Regions from separate parts of the Hordeum vulgare genome. Here region 1 is linked to region 2. Evidence: chromatin contacts called from public Hi-C data. All regions are on one chromosome and are shown on one strand. Each heading gives the region's core, a stretch centred on a gene start, on an enhancer-like site or on the middle of the called end of the contact. The rest is flanking DNA. Distances are from core to core; before and after follow the strand shown.

What was found. A called contact is a pair of places that touch in the nucleus more often than the background predicts.
Region 1: a Hi-C map of leaf shows a contact between it and region 2, with 5 times the contacts expected there. The contact joins the promoter of LOC123444337 here to the promoter of LOC123440198 in region 2. A contact is called at or near these places in 5 of 6 Hi-C or Micro-C datasets (leaf, seedling and an unstated tissue) and 1 of 1 datasets of contacts at active chromatin or transcription factors (embryo).

What each region holds. Positions count from the first base shown.
Region 1 is chr3H:472,143,924-472,149,708 of MorexV3_pseudomolecules_assembly, reverse strand. It overlaps LOC123444337, which reads right to left and starts at 2,885. Exons shown (of 7, transcript XM_045121024.1): 1 at 2,157-2,885; 2 at 1,613-1,852; 3 at 1,361-1,450; 4 at 769-918; 5 at 119-243. The coding sequence starts at 2,735.
Region 2 is chr3H:471,956,627-471,962,316 of MorexV3_pseudomolecules_assembly, reverse strand. It overlaps LOC123440198, which reads left to right and starts at 1,666. Exons shown (of 1, transcript XM_045116769.1): 1 at 1,666-2,256. The coding sequence starts at 1,743. The coding sequence ends at 2,057.

The DNA.
Region 1 (5,785 bases), core at 1,636-4,135, 190 kb before region 2:
TACAAAATTTACGTCACTTATTTTGGGACAGAGGGAGTAGTAAACAATGCAAAACTATTGTCATTCACATTCTACTCAATTGATCACAAAAGGCTCCATAATTATCCAAATGAATTACCTGACTTGTATGCTGGGCCTCACCATAAGACCAGATCTTTTATATGCCAAGGCTTGAGTAACTCCAAGTGAAAGAGATTTGTCAGGCCATTGAAACATAGGAGTGAACCTTGTGCCTCGCTTGTTCTTAAATAAAGTAAACAAAAAATAAGAGTAAGGTTGAAAGTTACATAAGGTAAAATTTTGTAATAACTAATATTGAAAAAATGCAATGCGAAAGATTAAAGAGTCACTCTGGTTCTTCTTAAGAAGATGAAAAGATCACTGAAACAGAATAGATCATAAATATTTGCTCCCGTCACAAGAAATAAAACTAGAAAGATAAGACAAATACGGTATGTGCAAATTTATGTGCAGCTCCATGTATGATAAAATTTCACCAGACCACATCTGACATATACATAGTATTTTTGCTAACAAGTCAGCGTATTATCAATTTTAATTATTACAAGAAATTTTCAATCAGACACTGGTCAAATGTAACTTACAACTTTGATCTATATGACTAGCAGTAATTTATTTTCAGAAATAGCAGCAGAACTGGAATCTTCAAGGAGGAAGCTCACAACCCATGGGCATTGACTTGCAGAAAGCAGTAAGTTTTGATGATACTACAAATGACCTTAAGGAAACTAAGTTGGAAACACTAACCTTGCAAGAGAAGCTCATTCTTGTTTCTCCTGGGAATTTCCCATGAGCTTGAAGCAACCCACCAAACAATGGAACAAAACCACTCGCTGTTATCCCTTCTCCAGCAACGTACGTTACTTGCCCATTAGGGAACTGTAGATCCATAAAGGACTGTAACCAAAAAAGTGTTATTCTATTAGATAAAACCAACTTATAACAACAAATATCCAAACTAAGTTGTGCCTGTTAATAATTTTAAAAGCATGGTTACCATTGTGAATGGCCTAGATATTTTATACGACTCCTCACCAATTCTACTGACAACCGAAAAATGCTGGCACACTAGTTGTGCAGAACTATTACTCACTGGTTATCCGGTGGAATAAAGATCCAAATAGGTCAACTGGACAGGCTTTTCTAGCAAATAACAAAGAAACGTTCAATGGCCACTAACCAAAGAACCATGGCAGCATATATGATTCATCCCATTACTATAATGCAAAGAAAGCACATCGGAAAGCACAAACAGTGTCGATTTCAACACATTACATCACAGCATATGAGAATAACTGTACTGCGCAGAAACTTAAATAAACAGCATGCTCATACTTACGCAGGCTACTGGATTAAGACACATCATCGACATCATCAGCCATCTCCTCTGTTTCGACCAAATAGCTGGACAGAGGGAATGCACTCCATTCTGCATATGAAACAAACCTTTTCAGTAAAGATTCAGGATATATAATACAGTAGCATATAACGAAACGAAGAGACCATGAATTCCCATCAAACAAAAGACTATCAAATAATGAATGAATGGGTATAACATATTGGGAGAAGGCAACATAAAGGATATGAGTACCTTGCGATCATAGCCATACCACAGCAGATGTTGCTTTGACAGATGAACAGGCAGTAGGAGTGTAGAGTCTCGAACAAATAGTAAAGGCCCCAACTGAACAAGGTAAAGAGGCGAAGTATCGTTTCCAGAAGTTGAACCACTGCGTGATGCCTCTAGCCTCCACAAGTCTCCACGTGCAACAACAGAACTCTCAATATCGTTGTTCCTGGTGTTGTACGTGGCTGACATATTTACGGTACCCTGAATGTTCATCAAGAGAAGAGCAAAGTGTTATGTTGTGTAATGATGGTACAGGCGGCTTGGCCCTACTAAACAAGCAGGGGCAACAATTCGAGCTCATCAAAATTTTAAGGTTTAGCTTACGTATGCTAGTCACGATTGTAATTTTAATAAGTGACTAAACAACACTTCAGTGATAATCAGATTGTATGTAATTATAAGATTTTAGTACTTTCAACTGGAGTAAAGCCTGAATTAAAGGTTGCTAGATGCAAACGCACTCAAACCCACAATAGAACTAGTAGAGGAAGGGGTTGAATTGTACCTTGGCCTTCTTAAAGTTTCCCAGGGTTCCGATTTCGCAGCCATATCCGTCATCGTCTTCATCCAGGTCGTCCCCGCCTCTGACACCGCTGACGGTCGACGCGGCAGCACTGCCGGTCGCCGCGGCCGCGGCCGCGGCGGCCGCCTCGAGAGGGCACCTGTCGACGGCCCTCTCGGCGGAGACGCCGACGGCCCCGTCGGCGGAAGGCGGCGTCCGCAGCTTGCGGCGGCGGATCTGGGCGCCCTGGAAGGGCACGGGGAGCTGGCGCACGGCGTGCTGCACGGCCCCGCCGACGGAGGTTCCGATCTCGACGCCGGCCTGGCCGAGCCTGCCGCCGATGTCGATGACGGAGGCGACGGCGGCGGTGGGGAAGAAGTCCTTGCCGGCGGCCCCACGCCGCGCGGCGCCGAAGGGCACGACGGGGAGGTCGATCTCGAAGGGCACGAGCTTGTGCGACACGGGCGGCCACGGGAAGTGCGGCGGCGCCTGCAGCAGGCCCGTGAAGCCCTGCGCGAGGCGGTCGGCGATGTCCTGGCCATGCCGCTGCACCCCCTCCCACGCCTCGAAGGAGATCTCCATCCGCGGGGCGCTGGGCTCGGTCGAGGTGGACGATGGAATCGGGTCGGTTGGGCGAGGAGGCGGGGGCGGGGGAGGGGGGGATCGAATGGGGAAAGGGGGAGGGGGAGGAGGGAGGGAGAGGCGGGCGGGCGACGCCGACGCGTTGATAATAATAGTGGGGCTAGTGGTGAGGGTGGGGTGGGGGGATAATGCCTGGGGGGTTGCTTGACCTGGTCGACGTGGATCCACGGGCGCGAGGGGTCACTGGCAGCGATTCGGCCGCGTGGCCCGCGACGCCGCTTCGGCTCACCGCGCCGGAGTGGATAAGAACGGCCGGCGCGCGGCGCCCCGCGACAACCGACGCCGGGGCACGCACGCACGCCGACCTGCTTCGCCGCTCGGTCTCGGTTTCACCTTCGCACTTTCGTTGCGGCGAGACAAGAAAATAAAAACCGTGGATAACAATCTGCTCGTCTCGTTTTGGCTGGCTGGGTCGCGGCTCGGCTAGCGTGTTCGGTTGGGGACTGGGCTTGCGCAAAAATGTTTTTTAAGTAGTACTCCCCAGGTTGGTGCGTACCGTCTCTCCTGAATACTTGCGCAGAAATGTTGGTGCGTACTATCTCCCCTGAATTAGGAGGGCGTGCGCTCGTTGTCTCCGCAGGTTTGGCTGTGCCAGTGACGCCGTGCCGTGTGCTACGACCGCGTACCGGTGGTGTAGTACTAGTTCCTCGTGCCGACGCAGGACGGATCTTCGTTCATGCGTCGCCTTCTTCTCTTAACTAAAAGCACGGGGATCTTGAGAGGACGATCCATAAAAGCGTGCACGACCAGTGGCCAAGACAGAAACAGTTTCAAGGTATGGCGGATGTGGGTAAGGGCATCTCCAACAGTTTGTTGGTTAGCTTGTTAGTAAAATATGTCATGTCATCAGCCAACACCTTAACATACAACTACTCCAATGGGTTGTATCTAGTTTGTCCAATAAGATGTGAGGTAATAAATAAGGTGCTCTCTCATTCTACATTGGAGCTTGTGCAAGGGTGTTGGTTAATTTACATACAACCTTGTTCTCTTTCCTCATTTATTGCAATGACACATCATCAAAAATTCTATGTGTCAAAATTACCAACAACTATCTTACAACCATTGGAGATGCCCTAACAAGGCTTACAACAATACGTAGGATGAAGCTTTCCTAGTGGCCAGCGTGCATATCTATACTACTAATAAACAAGCGAACATATTCTTCCCTAAACTCATCCGAAAACACGTACACAGGACATTCTAGATAAAATACCACCACACGATCCGACCCACCTAATTAGATCTAACCGTTTACATGAAAAATAACCCCCACTGTGTACGCTTAGCAATTTACGTGAGCGGACGAAACTCTGCCATCTCCCACGCACGACTCGAGCATCTCCCACCCGTGCGCAGCGTCTCCCACCCGACCCCCCGCCACGGCCTCGGCGTCGGCTGTCGAGCCCTCGCTCGGACGCCGGCCCCGCACCAGTCGCCGCCGGTCCTCGCGCCCTCCCTCGCTGACGTCGCGGCGGCGGCCGTCTACAGGGCCAAGGCGGAGGAAGCGCGCAGGAACCATGACCGACCGGAGCAGTCCATCGCCCTGAGGAAATGGATCGCCACGGGAGACCCCCAGGCCGTTGAGTGCCGCAAGGAGTGGATCCTGGAAGACATGGAGGCCTTGTGGCTTAGGGACATGGATCCCGACGAGGATACCTCCGACTGGCATGCCTTCGAGGCCATGAAGTTCCGCGAGTTCTGGGAATTCCTCTGGCCCAAATCCTTCGGTGAATTCGAGCAGACAAGTAATAAGCCAAAGCCAAATCCCCTCTCCCTTACTGGATGATCTCCATTGCTGCTGTAAGCATGTTGATTGGTTGACCAAATTTGATATCGGTATGCAACGCGTATCCCATCCATGCTTTACACGGACAATAAGTCGTCAGGTGGTACAGCCCATCCCATAAGAACTCTGCAGGTCTTTTCAGTCAAAGTTGCAGGATTACAAGATGGATTGCGCTGGCCGCTGGAAGTGTTTGGCGTCGTTGCTGCACGAGACTATTTGGATCACAATCACAATATTATCTTTGACCGCAAAAGGGATAACTGCCAAACAATCGACAAGGAGGTCCGCATTCACTTCCATGAACACTATATGGTCTGATCTTTTCAGCTGCTTTATAAAATGTGATGACGTCAATAAACATACCGTCAAATTATATATTTACAACATATATAGAAGTGGAGGAGAAAATAGTTACTTCTTCGTGGGCTTTGCGAAGATGTGAGAGTGAAAAATCAAAGACGGAGAGATGTTTGTTTTTATTTGTACCGTACAAGAGACAATCTGGTGAGGGGCATTGGAAATCAGTATAGACCCGTTGTTATGCATAAATTCAGGTTATCAGGTCATCGCCGCATTGGGACAAGTTGGGCGTGAATCATCAAATCTAATTCTTGGCACTGACTTCACCAAAAGCAATGAATGGTCCGGTAATGTTAGTTTTGTATCACTGTTACGGCAGATGTGTTATTTTATCCATGGTCTTTATCGTTTGATATAATCAATATTCTGCTGAATTTGTAGGTAGGCATTCCTTTGTAGGTTGTATAAATTAATGATGCAAATAATTGTCAGTGATTGGGAAAAACAAGCCCCAGCTGTATTATGCGCAAAGCTATATATTGAGAATGACAATTTTAGAAATATATTGAATTGTTCATTTATTGATTTATTTTACACGAGATTCATATTGGAAATATTAATATTGTCAAGGAAACATAGTTGATTCATCTGGGCCTCTCTAATGGAAGACTCTGATTAAGAATGATAAGTCCAGGTTTCCCCTTAAGTCTGCGGAAGAGCTATTTGGGTGAGTGCATTTTCGTGAGCATTGTGCTTCAAATTTTATGTATATTTTGTATGACCACAAATCAAAATTGGAATAATAGTTCATACTTTAAAAGAGGGTTCAGTCTGCACTTCCTGAGATGGCATGTCCTTAGAAGATATACACATGCAACCATATTTGGATGATGATGCTGAA
Region 2 (5,690 bases), core at 417-2,916:
ACTTGCAAGCAATGTGACTAAGGAGTTAGTTACGAGATCTTGTATTACGGAACAAGTAAAGAGACTTGTCGGTAACGAGATTGAACTAGGTATGGAGATACCGGCGTTCGAATCTCGGGCAAGTAACATACCGAAGGACAAAGGGAACAACATACGGGATTAACTGAATCCTTGACATAGAGGTTCAACCGATAGAGATCTTCGTAGAATATGTGGGAGCCAATATGGACATCCAGGTTCCACTATTGGTTATTGACCGGAGAGTGTCTCAGGTCATGTCGGCATAGTTCTCGAACCCACGGGGTCTGCACACTTAAGGTTCGGTGATGTTTCGGTATAGTTGAGTTATATGTGTTGGTGACCGAAGTTTTGTTCGGAGTCCCGGATGAGATCTCGGATATCACAAGGAGTTCCGGAATGGTCCGGAAACGAAGATTGATATATAGGAAGTTGGTATTTGGATTACGGAAGGTTTTCGGGCATTACCGACAGTGTACCGGGAGTGACGAATGGGTTCCGGGGGCCCACTGGGTGGGCCCACCATACCCCAAGGGGTCCACGTGAGTTTATTGGATGCGCAATAAGGCTTAATGGGCTGGCAAGTCATCCAAGGAAAACCCATGAGGAAAAAAGGACGAAAGTCTAAAAGAGGTGGGCAATTTAGGAAGGAGTCCTAATCCAAGTGGGATTGGAGGAGGACTCCTCCCTCCTCCACTTCGGGCCGAGCCAAGGAGGCTCTCCTTAAGCCTCAAGGCTAGCCCCTCCCTCCTATTATATATACTAGAGGGTTTAGGGCTTTTTGAGACACAACTTTCCCACGTGCAACTCTAGCCTATACCACAGAGTTTCACCTCTAGATCGGATTTCTGCGGTGCTTAGGCGAAGCCCTGCAAGAATAAATCACCACCACCACCGGAGCGCCGTTACTCTACCGGGGAACTTATCTACATCCCCGTCTCTCTTGCTGGATCAAGAAGGCAGAGATCGTCATCGAGCTGTACGTGTGTGGAACGCGGAGGTGTCGTCCGTTCGACACTTGATCGGGACGGATCGTGGGACGGTTCGTGGGACGGATCGTGAAGACGTACCACTACATCAGCCGCGTTTATTAACGCTTTCGCTTAGCGATCTACAAGGGTATGTGGATCCAAACTCCCTCTCATAGATGATCATCACCATGATAGGTCTTCGTGTGCGTAGAATTTTTTTTTGTTTCCCATTCAACGTTCCCCAACAGTCGTCGATATGTTTGAGGTGAAGAAGATGATCATCCTTAGGGACCTCAATGTATTTCCCTTATTTTAAAGGGTGTTTGTACTTTTGATTTTCAAAAGTCCTAAGTGTCCAGAAACAAAAAAAAGACGGTGAACTTGCTCTTTTTTTTGAGAAATCACAGGTTTTTGTTTTTTTTTAGGGGAGAATTTACAGCTTTTTCCTTTTTTGAGGAATGGGGAATTCGCAACTATTTTTTTAGGCTATTCACTTTTTTTTTAGGCAATTCACAGCTCGCTCTTTTTCTTTTTTGAGGGAAAATTCACAGCTAAATAAGTCATAGCCAAGCCAATCGTTGGGTACGCCGGCCCAAATGTTGGAAGCCTGGAGGAGAAAAGGCGTCAACTTCATTTTCCCGTCAAAGAGAGGAGAGGCCCACCGTCCGACTCGCGATCTGGAGTCCAAATATCTAGACTGCCGTCCGCCTGTCCGATACTCGACCGCTCCAGACCGTCTCTGTTTCTCACCTCATGGCCAGGGCCAGATCCGCGGCGCTGGTGCTGCTCGCGCTGCTCCTGGTCTGCTCGGGGGCTGCGCCGGTAGCCGCCGCTGCGGCGGGCAAAGGCAAGGGCAAGGCTGCTGCCGGGTCTGGGAGGGCAGAGGCGGGGTGCCGGGATCTGGCCACGCGCGGCAAGTGCTTGGCGATCGGCGGCGGAGGGAGGTGCCGGTGGTGCCGCAGCGAGGCGCTGGACGACATGTGCTTCGGCGCAGCGGAGGCGTGGCGGCTCCCGAAGCAGGTCTTCTCCTGCGACCAGCCCGCCGGCGCCGCGCACGCCAGGAGATAGCGCCGACGCCGCTGCTCTGCTCTGCTCCCGATGCCGTCCCCGGGATGGGAGGGAACATTGTATTCTATACTCGCTTGATGTGGGATTCAACGGGCGTTTGGTCTCGTGTGTTTTACTGTCGTGTTACTCATGTATACGTACTACTACTTGATTTGATTTTATCGAAACGGGGCTGATCGCGGCCGAATTTATCTGCTTCTATTGTTCTCGGGATCGCCCGCCTTCAATCTTCACTCGTTTCGACCGAATGTTTTGTCATCCATTTTCTTGCGTTGCGGTTTCTTTTTGCATTCAGAACCGTCGCAAGGGACATTTTCAGCGAATGTAACGATAAACGACTTGAAGAGCATCAATAAAACAACAGTAAAAACATCTCCAAGATGATGTAAAAAATTGATGCCAAGAGAGAAGTTTTTTGGGAACACATTTTTTTTGCCATAACAGATGATGTAAATATTGAGTAAATAGGTAATTTTTTTATTAAATTAATCAATGAGATAATCACTATCAAAGATTGACTAGATTAATGACATACTGATTACGAAGCATACTAGCATTTACTACACATATAGTAGAGACATCTATGGATATGGTTAGTACTGTTAAGACTAAAATAGACATGAACGGGATAAACGAGTTATACCCTTCGATCGGACAGTTGCCCGTAGCAGCAGCAGTGGCGGCGACAGTTACCTCGTCCGCCTTCTTGTCGGCTTCGGCCTTCTCGAGGGCGATGCGGTCGGCATCGTTGGTGAAGACATGACGATGACGAAGGCGACGAACAGAGGGGAGCAGTCGCGTAGTCGCTCCCCAAAAATCTAATCGCCCCTCTCCCGTACAGGATCCGAAGAGCAGGGATGATTCTAGGGGGGGCAAGGGGGGGCTAGACCCCCCCTAACAAATTGATTTTTCTACTATTATGGTGGTTATTGTAACCAAAAAAAACATTTCATATGAACTTTGCTCCCTTCATAAACAAACTTGCCCCCCCCCCCCTCCTATGTTTGCATGTTGGCTTCGTCCCTGTCGAAGAGGCGGGGTTTCGAAGAACTGCTCTCCCTCGACCGTGTACGCGGTGAATGGGACGGAGACGCTGACGGTAGCAGCAACAAAAGGAAGAGCGCGTGGAGCAGATGTGATCCGTTCGTGACGGCTAGGGTTGGGAGGAGCATCGGTACATATTCTTCGTTCCTGATCGGAAAAAATAAGCGCGTAGGTATGAGGTCGGCTCGGCTCAATCACGCAACCCGCGGCGTGGTGTGACGAGCCGTGGCGTGGAGGGCGACGAAGGAGGAGTGCGGGAGGCCATCTTCTCTTCTCATGCTCGAATAGCATGTGGAAGAGAGATCCTTACAAACAGGTCCAACTCCTTCTCCACTAGCGCTCGCAAGGTGGGACTAAACTTTTCACCACCCCTTATCATTCGAACACCTACATGCATCCTTAGAGATTTTTTTAAATTTTCTTATGGAAGCCCATCTCATATTTCAACGGTAAATTGGGGCCTAAAAAGTTGAAATTGAGAACCATACAAAACATGACGATCCAATGGCAGAGAGGAGCTTGACGAGGACGGAGTTAGTGATGACGGAATCTGATAGCAGGGAAGTTCACATAGAGGAGCTCGATGAGGACCGCCGCAGTAACAACGGAATTAGGGACGACGGCGGGACGGGGCGGAAGACACCGAGGGGTGGGATGGGGCAACCGCGTTGTGAGCTCGGTGGGTTGAAGGCGACGTGGCAGATATCATTGAGGGACGGCAAGATTCACGGTGGCCGATGGGGCGGCGGCGACGGCGGCTGGGCCAGAGCCGAGAGGCCGGGTGAGGCAGCGTGGTGGCGGTGAAAGTTCACACCTGCGGATGGGTTCCTACCACATCAAAAGAATTTTGGGCAGCCGCTAGTGGTGCTGCAAATATACATCACTTTAAGCTAAAATTTGAGACAATAAACAAAAAGTGCATAACCAAACAAATGGACAACAGTGACATATCCATAGCATGTTACGCTATAACATGACCGTTGGATCAAGAAAGGACGGCCCAGATCAAATATAGCAGCAACATAGCACTGTAGATTGCCCACTATTTACAGGATACTCTAGATGCGTGACTATCCATGGGTTTCTATAGCCGGAACCGTTCATTCTCTTTTTTTTCGGGGGTAAGGAAGTTTTTATTGCAATTTGATAGAGTTACAGTCGAGATCCCACAAATCCTCAATACATGATGGAACCGAGCCCAATCATATGGCGGTGGCTCGCTCAGACCGGCTATAATTGGCCAACCGATCGGCAACTCTATTTTGAGTATGACTAATTTTCAGAGGAAAAAACTCCCTACTATCAAAAAGTTCCTTAATCTCTAGAACTAACTCACCATACGCCGAACGTATCAATGCATAATTAGACAAACTTGAAAGAGCTTCGGAAGAGTCCGACTGTAGAACCACTGGATGGTTGGAGTGTTGAATCGCCAACGCCATGCCTTGCATGATTGCATGTAGTTCCGCTTTCAATGGGTCATTACAGTGGAATATGAACCAATATACCGCAAATATAATCAACCCTTCGTTATCTCTGAGAACCATGCCCGCCGCCGCAGAGCCATCGTCCTCCCGGAAGGAGCCATCGACCGAGAGAGCCACCATGTGTGGGGACGGTGCAGGCGAGGGAACCGGAGGTTTCGTCTCCCTGTGAGGAGGCATATCAAGGGCCGAGATAGACATCTTCCCTTTCAAGATTTCCTCATGCGAGTACCTCCCAGCAAGCATGATGAATTTATAGTAGCTATCCAGAAACTCAACCGTGGCACAAACGGGTGGGGTGTCCTTCCCATGGATCCTATCATTGCGCAAATGCCAAATCCGCCATATTAACATGATCATCATATCACGAACTTCATCAGAGGACGTACTCAACAAGTTCATGAACCACTCCTTTCCGTTATCAATGAGAAGGTCATCACCTGTAAGAGGCCACCTCCGTCGCATATTTACCCAAAGAACTCGAGCTTGCAAACATGAAATCAACGCATGGAAGGTTCTCTCCTCTTCTACACCGCACAAAGGCATGTCGATCATGTAGAGAGGTGTCTGTACCACTTGCACTATTGTGTAGGTAGTGTCCCGGTCACCACCTTCCAAGCGGTGATCTTCATTTTCTGACGGACGGCCGACTTCCATACACAATTCCATAGTGTGCGATAGTCATCCTTAGTGCTTGATACACCCGCTGAGTTGTTCATGTTATGATCTTGTGTGACTAACCGATATGCACTTTTCACCGTGAACATGCCACCTTTTTCAGGGAACCAAGATAGAAAATCTCACCATTGTCTAGGTGATGTTCTGATTTTCACGATGTGATCCACATCCATCGCCCAAAAGGATCGTCGCATTCGGTCAATTCTCCATGCTTAATTGCCATCCAAGAAGTCAGACACATGGTTAAACCGACAGGTACCCTTCGGAGTGGTGGGCCGAAAGGAATAGGGTCGCGGGATCCAGGTGTCCCTCCATGTGCGAGTTGAAGTACCGTTGCCCACACGCCAGACAATACCCTTTTTCAACAGCTCCACGCCATGTAGAATACCCTTCCAAACTACGGAGCCATTACCAGGGAAGACCGTGT